Regions from separate parts of the Canis lupus genome. Here region 1 is linked to region 2. Evidence: chromatin contacts called from public Hi-C data. All regions are on one chromosome and are shown on one strand. The core of a region is the stretch at or near the end of the contact, and the rest is flanking DNA. Distances in the headings are between cores, read along the strand shown.

Region 1 (4,856 bases), core at 658-3,157, 140 kb after region 2:
CTTAAATTAAGGGACTGGTCTGCAGGAGGAACAAAGCTCCTTACCATTAAAAAAAAAAACAAAACAAGACATCAGTTTAAGCATCAATTTTGCTTCCATAGAAAAGAATTAGTTTTCAGACCCAAGTAAAATTTATAGACCATGAAAAAGTAAAAAAAATGGGAGGCCAAAAAAGTAGGCAAAATACTAAATGTTTAGCATTAGAAACTCATCCCTGATTGTCAGCCTGGCCCTGCTATCTATCACACATGTCATTTTTACAGACCTACTAGTCTGACCAAGAACCCTAATTTTAAGAAAGACTTTAAAAGTATGCATTTTTAGGGCAGCCCGGGTGGCTCATCGGTTTGGCGCCGCCTTCAGCCCAGGGCGTGATCCTCGAGACCCGGGATCGAGGCCCGCGTCGGGCTCCCTGCATGGAGCCTGCTTCTCCCTCTGCCTGTGTCTCTGCCTCTCTCTCTCTCTCCGTGTCTATCATGAATAAATAAATAAAATCTTAAAAAAAAAAAAAGGATGCATTTTTAAAGTGAATGCAACAATAATCCTAGAGTAGCTCAACAACTGACACTACAGATCAGTGATTCAGAAGATAATTAAACTTTGTGTCTATTAGCAAATTAGCAACCACACCCCTTAAAAAGACAACTCGGGCAGTGTTCCATTAACTTTCATAAACAGTGACTTTCGTTTAAAATTCATTACTTCATTGCCTCGGACGACCATATTTGTTTTGGAATTTACACTAAGGTTTTACAAACATTGTTCCCTGAGTAAAGCTAAAGACTTTTCCCGAGGCGGAAAGAGAATTAGTTTGGGGGAAGGCACTGTATATTATGGTGAAACTGGGTCTTCGTTACCGAACGATTAAAATATAAGAACAATTAATTAGTTATATTCGGTGCATCACAGGAATTAAAACCATTCACAAAACCAAAGCCCAATGATAATGCCAGCCCACCAGCAGCGTTTCCTTTGGGTTCTAAGAAAGGCACTGCTATAAAAGAATATAGTTTGACAGCTGAGTCTCTGTGTCCCCCCGACGACTTAATTGTTTGAGACCTAGAGAGGGCCCGTTGGCGGGGAACTGTGAAGACCGGTGGAAGGCGAGGTTTGGGAGGGAAACGGGCAATTTAAAACAACTGCGGGCAGTGAGGAGCGCTCCCCCGGGCCCCGCCCTTACCTGCCAGCGGCCGTAGGTGAGCAGGACCATGGCGATGGGGATGGCGGTGCCGGACATGGCGTGGGTGGAGGGCATGCTGTACTCGGAGTTGTAGAAGACCTCCAACTTGACCACGGGCGGCGAGGCGGGCCGCGGCCAGCGGATGACGTCCTTGGTGCACTGGCCCAGGTACATGACCAGCACCCAGATGACCACCAGCCGCCGGCCCACCAGGGCGTCCAGGTTCCAGATCCAGAAGGGGAAGAACAGGATGTAAAAGAGCTCGTTGCCCAGCTCCGTGCCGAGGCAGAACAGGTAGTAGAGCGGCCAGTTGCTCACGTGGGCCAGCTCGCCCTCCTCGTCCGTCAGCGAGTTGCGGCGCAGGGCGCCCACGCGCCGCGGCGAGGCCGGGCCCAGCTCGCTCGCCAGCCCGTTCCGCACGCCGTTGGGGGCGCCGCGGCCGCCGGGCTTGGCCGGACACTGATTGCGGCCGCCGCCGGGCGGCTGGGGGCCTGCGGACGCCCCCAGCTGCGGCTCCCGGCGCCGGACGCCGCGGGCGAGGGGCGCCTCTGCCTTCTCATCCTCCCCCTGAGCGGCGGCGGGCCCGGCGGATCGGCGCGGAAGCGCTTCCACCCCGCACAGCCGCTGGAAACGGGCCACTTTCTGCGGCTCCTGCAGACGGCCCGCCAGCTGGGTCAGGCGCTGCCTCAGCGACATGATAACGGGACCCGGCGGCCCGCGGACGGGCGGACGGCGGCGGCGGCGGCGGCGGCGTGCACGGCGGGCCGGCCCCGGCGCAGTCCCGAGCCGTCCCCGCGCGCCGGGCGGGCCAGTGGCAGCGGCGCCCAGCGGCACCCGGTCGGCTCTGCCCGGCGACGGCGCCTCAGGCCGCAGCGGCCGCCGCGCGCGCCCCCGCCCCCGCCCCCGCCCCGGACCCCTCCCCCTCCCCCTCCCCGGACGGCCGCGCGCGCCCCCGCGCCCCCTCCTCTCCTCTCCCCTCCCCTCCCCTCCCCTCCCGCGCGCGCTCCGCCCCCGCCCGCGGCCTCCACGCGCCGGCGCGCGCAGAGCCCCGCCCCCGCCCCGCCCCCGCCCGCTGCCGCCGGGAGAGGGGGCCCGGCCGCGAGGGGCCGCCCGGAGCGCATCCGGAGGCGTCTGGGCGCTGAGGCTCGGCGGGGCGGCCGCCGGGAGACGTTCGCCTCGGCCTCCAGCGGGCGTCGCGGCGCCCGGCCCCTCCCCCGCCTCCCTCCGGCTGAGGTGCGGGGCTCCCCTCTGACCGAGCGTCGGCCCCGAGAGGCCGCGAACGAGGTGCGGGCGGTGCGAGCGGCGGAGCACGGGACGGGCTCCCGGCCCGCACGCACACGGTACCGGCGACTGAAGGCGGAATAACCACCGTGGGCTCGGGATCGCCGGCCTCGGGCACCTCGGGGCTGCGCTGGCGGTTCGGGTCCTGACGCCGCGCGCCGGCGGACCCCGTGGCCGGCCCCGTGCAGGTCCCGCGGCGGGAGGCTGCCCAACGTCAGACCCCACGGCACAGCCGCGCGGGACGCCAGCGTGGGATCCCCCTTTCAAGAATTCTACTAGCTAGTGGGGTTGCGCGCGGGAAATGCAATTGGTGGCTGAAAGCAGCGTGTAGGCTTTTTGGGTTTTTTTTTTTTGAGCTTGATGAGGCTGATGTAGAGGCTTGGCTTGCATGCCTCACAAGTTACAGACTTGACTTCTAGAAAATGTAGAGTTCGTATTAGAAGGCCTCGGAGCTCTAATTCCAGGAAGTTGCTTCAGGTAAGGAGGAGGTCTGTAATTAAAGAATTTGAACCTCTTCCAAGGAACACGCTGGAAATTTCCCCTCCGGTGTCATTAGAAATATTTTCCTTCGGAGAGTTAGTCTCCTCCTCCCACTCCACTTGCTAGGCTGTGAGTAAATCATCCTCCTTGTCTTAAAGTTGGCTCACAGTATAAATGAGAGACCCAGGTAGCAGATGGTAAATGCTAAACTGGAGACCTCAGCAAACACGCTCTGGGAAGGAGAAGAGCCAAATTGACTAGGGACACAGGAAAGGTAAAAAAGGGGCCCTCTTGAGTTAAGACCATTGTTAGAGAGCAAGATGAGAATAGGCGGACACACTGAGGAGGAGAGAAGATGAATCAAGACGGAATGGGAACGTACAAAGATGTGTTTGGTTAACCATAGCCCATAGAATCAGAGTAGGAAGAGTCAGTGGTTGGAATGGGGTTAGAAAGAGGGCGTGGGACAAGACTGCAAAGACCTTGAATGTCAAGCTGGAGATTTTGTTCTGTAGGCAGTGGGGAGCCATGGAAGGCTTTGAACCTAGGGAGTGACACCATCAGAACTGTGTGCTTTAGAAAGGTAACTAAGAGTGAAAGTATCAGTGAGGGTGACAGCACATGAGAGACACCTAGCTCTGGGAAACGAACAAAGGCTGGTGGAAGGGGAGGTGGGCAGGGGGATGGGTTGGGTGATGGGCACTGAGGGGGCACTTGGTGGGATGAGCACTGGGTGTTATGCTATATGTTGGCAAATTGAACATCAATAAAAAAGAAAGAAAAAAGAAAGAAAGAAGAAAGAAAGAAAGAAAGAGAAAGAAAGAAAAAAGAAAAGAAGAAAAGAAAACTAAGAAGGAAACCAAAGATCAATTGCCAGAGGGTAACTAAGAAGGAAACCAAAGATCAATTGCCAGAGGTCAGAGACCAAAGGCCAGGTAAATAATTAGAAGATTATTGCGCTAGTCAGATGAGAGAGAATGAGAACCTGAACCAGGACTATGGTTCTGGGAACCGAAAGGAAGAGGGATAGATTTGAAAAGGATTTTGGAAGTAGGAAAAAGTTAAAAGTATTTCATTTGAATTCATAGGTCTGCAGGCAAATAATAATAGTCCATCCTGATTTGGAACACATTGTGTCTAATATTGAGACACTTATAATCTAAGACGGAGACAAAAAACATGAGAAAACATGTAAGTATGTTCAAAGATGTAAAGGCAGGCATACCAAACAGTTCAAGGAAGTGAGACCCAAGCAATCACTACACAGAGTAAGCAGAGAGGAGGCTTTTTGGGTTACCTATGAATGGTTCTGTGAAATGGATCATTAGCTGGCATTTGAAAACAAGGAGCAACTTGTACAGAGAAAGGTGGGAACAGCCCTCAGTGAGGCAGTTTACACATGTTCTTTTGTCAAAATAATTTGTCTATAAAGGAATTATTCAGATTCAAGGAATTTCCAATTCTGGGGATTCATTAGCCTAAAGATAGCAGAGGAAGAGGAAAATATGGAAAAGTAGAAGTGATATGTATATCTTAGGGTTAAATTATGACTTCTTCAACATGACATATTTTGTCAGAATGCAATATTCTCTTTAAAGGTAAAAGAGAGGGCAGCCCTGGTGGCACAGCGGTTTAGCGCCACCTGCAACCCAGGGTGTGATCCTGGAGACCCGGGATCCAGTCCCACATCGAGCTCCCGGCATGAAGCCTGCTTTTCCCTCTGCCTGTCTCTGCCTCTCTCTCTCTCTCTCTCTCTCTCTCTCTGAATAAATAAATTTAAAAAAATAAATAAAGGTAAAAGAGAGATGATGGGGAAATGAGAATGTGGCCTATGACTGCACTGAAGAGAAAAATAATGTGAGTTGACGAAACTTGAAAGGGCTGATGCTGTCCTGCTGGTGCTGTAAATCTGTTA
Region 2 (5,174 bases), core at 1,436-3,935:
AAAATGATCAACTAGAAAGGAATCCATCACCTGGCCATGAGCCTTACCTTTTAGCAGCGGCAGAGGTGTTAACTCAATAGGTTTGCCTTGAGACCTAAACTGTGAGGAACTTTGCGACCTCTTCTGTCTGGCTTTTCTGACGGACTTCCGAGAAAATCCGTCTACTTTATCCACTGATGGAGGAGTAGTTGGTGCTGAGGACATATCCCTACTGAAGAGAAAGAGGTATCATAAACATATTCCCAAGGCGGAAGCATACATGTGAATTACAAATTCTAAAATTTCCATATACAATATGCATGAAAATTGGAATATGTGATGAAGAAAGCAAATAAAATCAATTAAGAAAAGTTGCATGTTCAATGGGGAAACATGAAAATTTGATGAAAAACAAAGTATTTTAAGTACCATATAAGCAGTACTGTAGTTCTAATGCATGTGCCGCTCCCACTCTGATAAGCATTAAAGATGCTCATTGACACTAAAGAACTCTTCTACGTCATCTACTCATTTTCTAACTGCATGGCTCTTCTCATCTTGAGATTCCTGAACTAATTTTGGAACTATTCTACCACTGGAAAACTTCCATCAATACATTTTCCCAAGATATTTAATATTACAAATGGGCTCTGGAGTTAAAACTCTTATTGTACTTTTAGAATCTACACCAATCTACCACAGCAAGGTGAAATTTACAACTACTAAAACTACCCAGGCATGACTTTTAATGCAATGTGCTGTGTTAGCTATGATAAACTATACCACACCACCAATGAGGACAGGTTAGATTACTTTAAACAGAACACATAAAAGGCATAATTAAGAGCATTTCAAAGAAGTCTTCTTTTTGAATGAAGCCATCTTAAGTCATTAATTATGATGAAATCTTGCACCAAAGTTGAAATGAAAACACAAATTCACAAACTAGTTAGACAGCCAAGTTGAGTTCAAGTTCATAGTCAAATATTAATTTTCATTCCCTCAAACTGATAGAACAGTTCTTTCAGATTTTGTTATCCCTCTCAAATTATTAAAATGAAGGCTAGTTCCTAAAAAGTAACAAGTCTTGAGCTCAATTTCAATTTAAACAGATGCCATCATTTCCATGGCACGGAGGCTCCAAGCAAGATTAATGGCAGACCTGAATAAAAATAATGCATATGGGGGAAATACTGAAATGCAATTACTCACCTGTCATTCCAATACATAAGGGCTGTTTAACCTCTAAATTAAAAGGTAAGTGAGTTTCTTCTTGAACATGCAAGAATAAAACATTATCTGGATTATCCAGATTCCGACACAGTAAAAAACAGAAAAAGATAAACTAAAAAAATCAAAACCCAGAATCTTGACATTTGGAATTTTGAAGTTTTGTTTGGTTCTCCTTAAAAAAAAAAAAAAAAAAAAAAAAAAAAAAAAAAAATTTAGGTTTTTAAAAATCTACCTAATTTAGCCTTAAAAAAAATATGACAGACTCAAAATGGAATTGCAAACTATGAATGACTATAGAAGAAGTAAGATCAGTTAAAATTTTTCACAATGACTGCATCAGCAAGAAGCTCCACATCACATTTGTATGTTGTAAATTTAGAGGCAGCTTTTCCAATGTGGTATGTGAATTATTTCGATTTCATTTAACCCTAACAACGCAAGATTTCGGTAAATCCTGTTCTTCCATCACTCTTTTTGTCTCTTCTTTATTCCTCATCTCCCATTTCTAAAGATGATTTATTGCTAGCATTTTTCTTTTTTTTTTTTTTTTTAACATCATTTGCCCCTTCTGCCCGCGGCCCAGAATAAACGTCAAGCATCTCAACCCTAAAGCGCTGCAGAACTGAACTTGCAGTAGCAGTGGGTCCGTGCAAAGCCCGGGGAAACAGGTTTCGCCCTGGACCGGGACGCCCGAAGCTTTATCATCGTCTAAGCAGCGGGCACGGGGTATTTCCAAGGTTCGGGGTAATCCAAGGGGGTTACTGGGGTGGAGGAGAGAGACAGGGAATGGGTTGGTCTGTAGGGATGCTGACATACTCCCTTTGCTCCCACCCCACCCCACCCCACCCCCCAAAGCCCTGGAGAAGATAAGCTGTTACAGAATCCTGCTCACTACACCAACCCCCCCCCACCGGCTTCCTCCCCCCCCCACCCCCCACCCCCGTCCCCGTCAGTGGATAAAGGGGGACAAGAATCTGCCTCCGATGCCGGAAGATGGGGGGGGGGGGGAGGAGACGGGCAGAGTGAAAGAGAGGCATCGTCAGAAGCATTTGCAGGTAAATCAGACAAGTGGGACGGGCTCTTCCTCTCCCACACCCACCCCACCGCACCCCTCGCGTGCCCCGGCCAGGCCTTCCCGAGGCCGGTGTCCTGCAGCCTCCTCGGGAGGACGGGGAAGAGCAAGGGGAGCGGGCAAGCCGAGATGCTGGAGGGACGAAGTTACCTTGAAGCTTCTGGGGAAGAATCCGAAGATGATCTGTGGTTTCGAGGGGCGGGAGAACGGCGTGAGGGCCGCGGCGGGGACAGGTGGCGGGGCCGCGACGTGCGGGGGGCGGTCCGGACAGCGGCAGGGAGCCCGGGGCGACGGCTGTCCGGCGCGGCGTCCCTCCGGTTCCGCGGCGGCGGCGGCGGCGGCGGCGCCTCTAGGCCTCACGGCCGGACCTGAAGCTCAGCGCTCCGGCGGCGGCGACGGCGGCGGCGGCGGCCTCACGACCCTCCCCCGCGGGCCCGTCCCATCAAATCGGCACCGACCCCGTTGCGGCTCCGCCGGTGGCTCCTCGCTCACATTCCCGGCGGGCGGCGCCTCTGCTCGTTGCCCCGGACCCGGCGGCGGCGGCGGCGGCGGCGGCGGCGACGTGGGGCGGGGGGGAAGGGAGGGAGGAAGACCGGATCCGCAGCGGCAGCGGGAGAAGGAAGGAGAAGGAGGAGGAGCCGCTGGAGCTGGAGCCGCCGCTGCCAGAGCCGCCCTTTGGTACCCGCGGTGGGTCCCCGTCAATGCCCCTTTCTCTCTCCTATTGTCAATATCACCGGGCGGCTGAGTCCATGGCACACGCGCAACCGAACCTTCTGGCCAGCAGCGCCCGCCTCCGGCGCCCACTCATTGGAGGCTTCAAACGGGAAGCGAGGCCTCATTGGCCCCCGTCCGCCTTCACTCCCCTGCCAGCAGGTTCGACTGAGAGCCGATCAGGGATTGGCGGCGGGGGGGCGGAGAAACCGGAGGGTGGGAAGAGACGAGGCCGAGGATTGGGCTGAGGCGAGAAGGACCCGGATGCAGCCGCGCTCGCCGGCCGCGCCGCCGCAGCTTCCGCCCGGCGGCTGGGTCGGCTGAAGAGGGGCGCGCCGCGGCCGCTAGGCCTCTGAGGAGCTCCTGCGAGAGCCGCGGGGCGTGCGAGCGACGCATCCACGGGATGGCCGGGCTTCCGCGCAGTGCGGCTCCGCTGGGCAGCGGCCGTCTTCCGCCCGAGGATTCCGGGGGCGAGGGTCGGCTAGAGGTGGGGGAGCCCCCGGGGCCTTGGGTTCGCCCCCTTCCGGGGCGAGGCTGCCCTCCTGGGCTTGAGGAGTCCGCCTCAGGACGTACCGGCGCTGAAAGGAGCGCCGCGAGGGAGACGACCTCCCGCCCGCGCGCCCCTGTTTGTGTACAGCGGCCCCTTGCAGCTCGCTGTGGAACCCCCGGCAGCCCCGCTGGGCCGCTGGGCCGCTGGGCCGCTGGGCCTCTGGGCCCGGGCCGAGGGCTGCGTATCGCCCGGGATGCTGTCTCGCCTCGTCTCCTGTTACCTAAACCTCTGCTTTGAGTATCAGCTCCCTGAACCTCCTTGCAAGCCTTGCTAGGGGCCAGACCAGCGTAGCTCACGCAGGTGGGAACCCTGTCCCCCGCGCTCTGCGATCATGTCTCCGGATCACACGCGCGGGCCCTCGGCTGCACAAGAGCTCAGGCTGCAGGACCGTGTGAGGTTTTAGTGGGCAGGTTGGGTCCGAAGCAGTTTTTGGAGAAGACTGGACTCAACTCTAGCTAGATCAAGTAATGAACTATCTGAGATGTGTTTAACGTCCTTGGTGAGCCCAAATCCATATGATGCAATTTCCAGAGGATGTTATTGGGACTGTCATTCTATCTGAATGTACGCTAGGCACGTCTCTTTGGGGGACCGGGGTTGGGGGGTGGGGTGGGGAGGGGGCTCGGGAGAGGGAGAAAGAAATTCTTAATGTTAACCACAAACGTCAGGTCTCCAGTTGTTAAAAACTTGGAAGACGAAAAAAAAAAATTAGAATCCATCAATTCAGAGATAACCGCTATTAGTTAGCATTTTGGTGTACTTCCGTCCAGTATTCTTTTCCCTTTAATATCGTGTGTGTTCTGTAGCCTAGTTTACCTCCCTCACCATTATATCATGTTTTCTATACCGTTAGGAAATAAAACTATGTACCATACATAGAGGTAACCCCCAAAAATGCATTTCTTCTTTGTGTTAACACTCAGGTGTTGCATATTTTTATCCACACTCCCATAAGTGGATCTTGAGAGGGGGAAAAAAAAAATTCTGTGCCATGAAAGATTTTTTTAAAAATCCATTTGGAACTAATGAAAGGGGTGGGTACCTGGGTGGCTCAGTGATGAAGTGGCTGCCTTTGGCTCAGGTCATGATCCCAGGATCCAGGGATGGAGTCCCACATCAGGACCCCACAGGGAGCCTGCTTCTCCCTCTGCCTATGTCCCTGCCTCTCTCTGTGTCTCTCATGAATAAATAAATAAAATCTTTTTTAAAAAGGGGGGGGGTGGGGGACAAGAAAAGATGGCTTTCTTAGGTGGAAGCAGTCTCCCCCAGCATTGACTCCAAATGATTGGCCATTGTATAGATAGCGCCCATTTTTGCTTTGCAAAGTTCATCACTAGGCTTTATTAAAAGAATGGCTAGGATACCATCCTTCCTACCTTCAAGAAACTACATTTTTTTAATCTCGATTTCATATGCCAGTCTTCATGAAAAGTTCAGTGTCCCAGCCATGCAGAACTTTTTTGCTCAATCTCTGATTGAGGGAAATGCAGAATTAAAACCAAGGAAAATTTTAAAGCCAGCTCCATTTCCCTTGGCAACAGTTGGACCGTCAAAGAGTACTGCACGTTTGAAATGCTCACAGCTGTTGCTTAGAACATTTCACATTTTGCAGAGTGGGGATTTTGCTTG

The links. A called contact is a pair of places that touch in the nucleus more often than the background predicts.
Region 1: a contact with region 2 is called in a Hi-C map of blood, with 2.5 times the contacts expected there. The contact joins the promoter of SGPP1 here to the promoter of PPP2R5E in region 2. A contact is called at or near these places in 2 of 9 Hi-C or Micro-C datasets (amygdala and blood).

Annotation. Positions count from the first base shown.
Region 1 is chr8:38,502,717-38,507,572 of UU_Cfam_GSD_1.0, forward strand. SGPP1 (sphingosine-1-phosphate phosphatase 1) reads right to left here and starts at 1,908. Exons shown (of 3, transcript XM_038544901.1): 1 at 1,181-1,908. The coding sequence starts at 1,876. LOC111097071 (a long non-coding RNA gene) reads left to right here. Exons shown (of 3, transcript XR_005363383.1): 3 at 1-105.
Region 2 is chr8:38,361,890-38,367,063 of UU_Cfam_GSD_1.0, forward strand. It overlaps PPP2R5E (serine/threonine-protein phosphatase 2A 56 kDa regulatory subunit epsilon isoform), which reads right to left and starts at 2,686. Exons shown (of 14, transcript XM_038544899.1): 1 at 2,435-2,686; 2 at 48-211. The coding sequence starts at 204. LOC119872868 (a long non-coding RNA gene) reads left to right here and starts at 2,161. Exons shown (of 3, transcript XR_005363386.1): 1 at 2,161-2,267.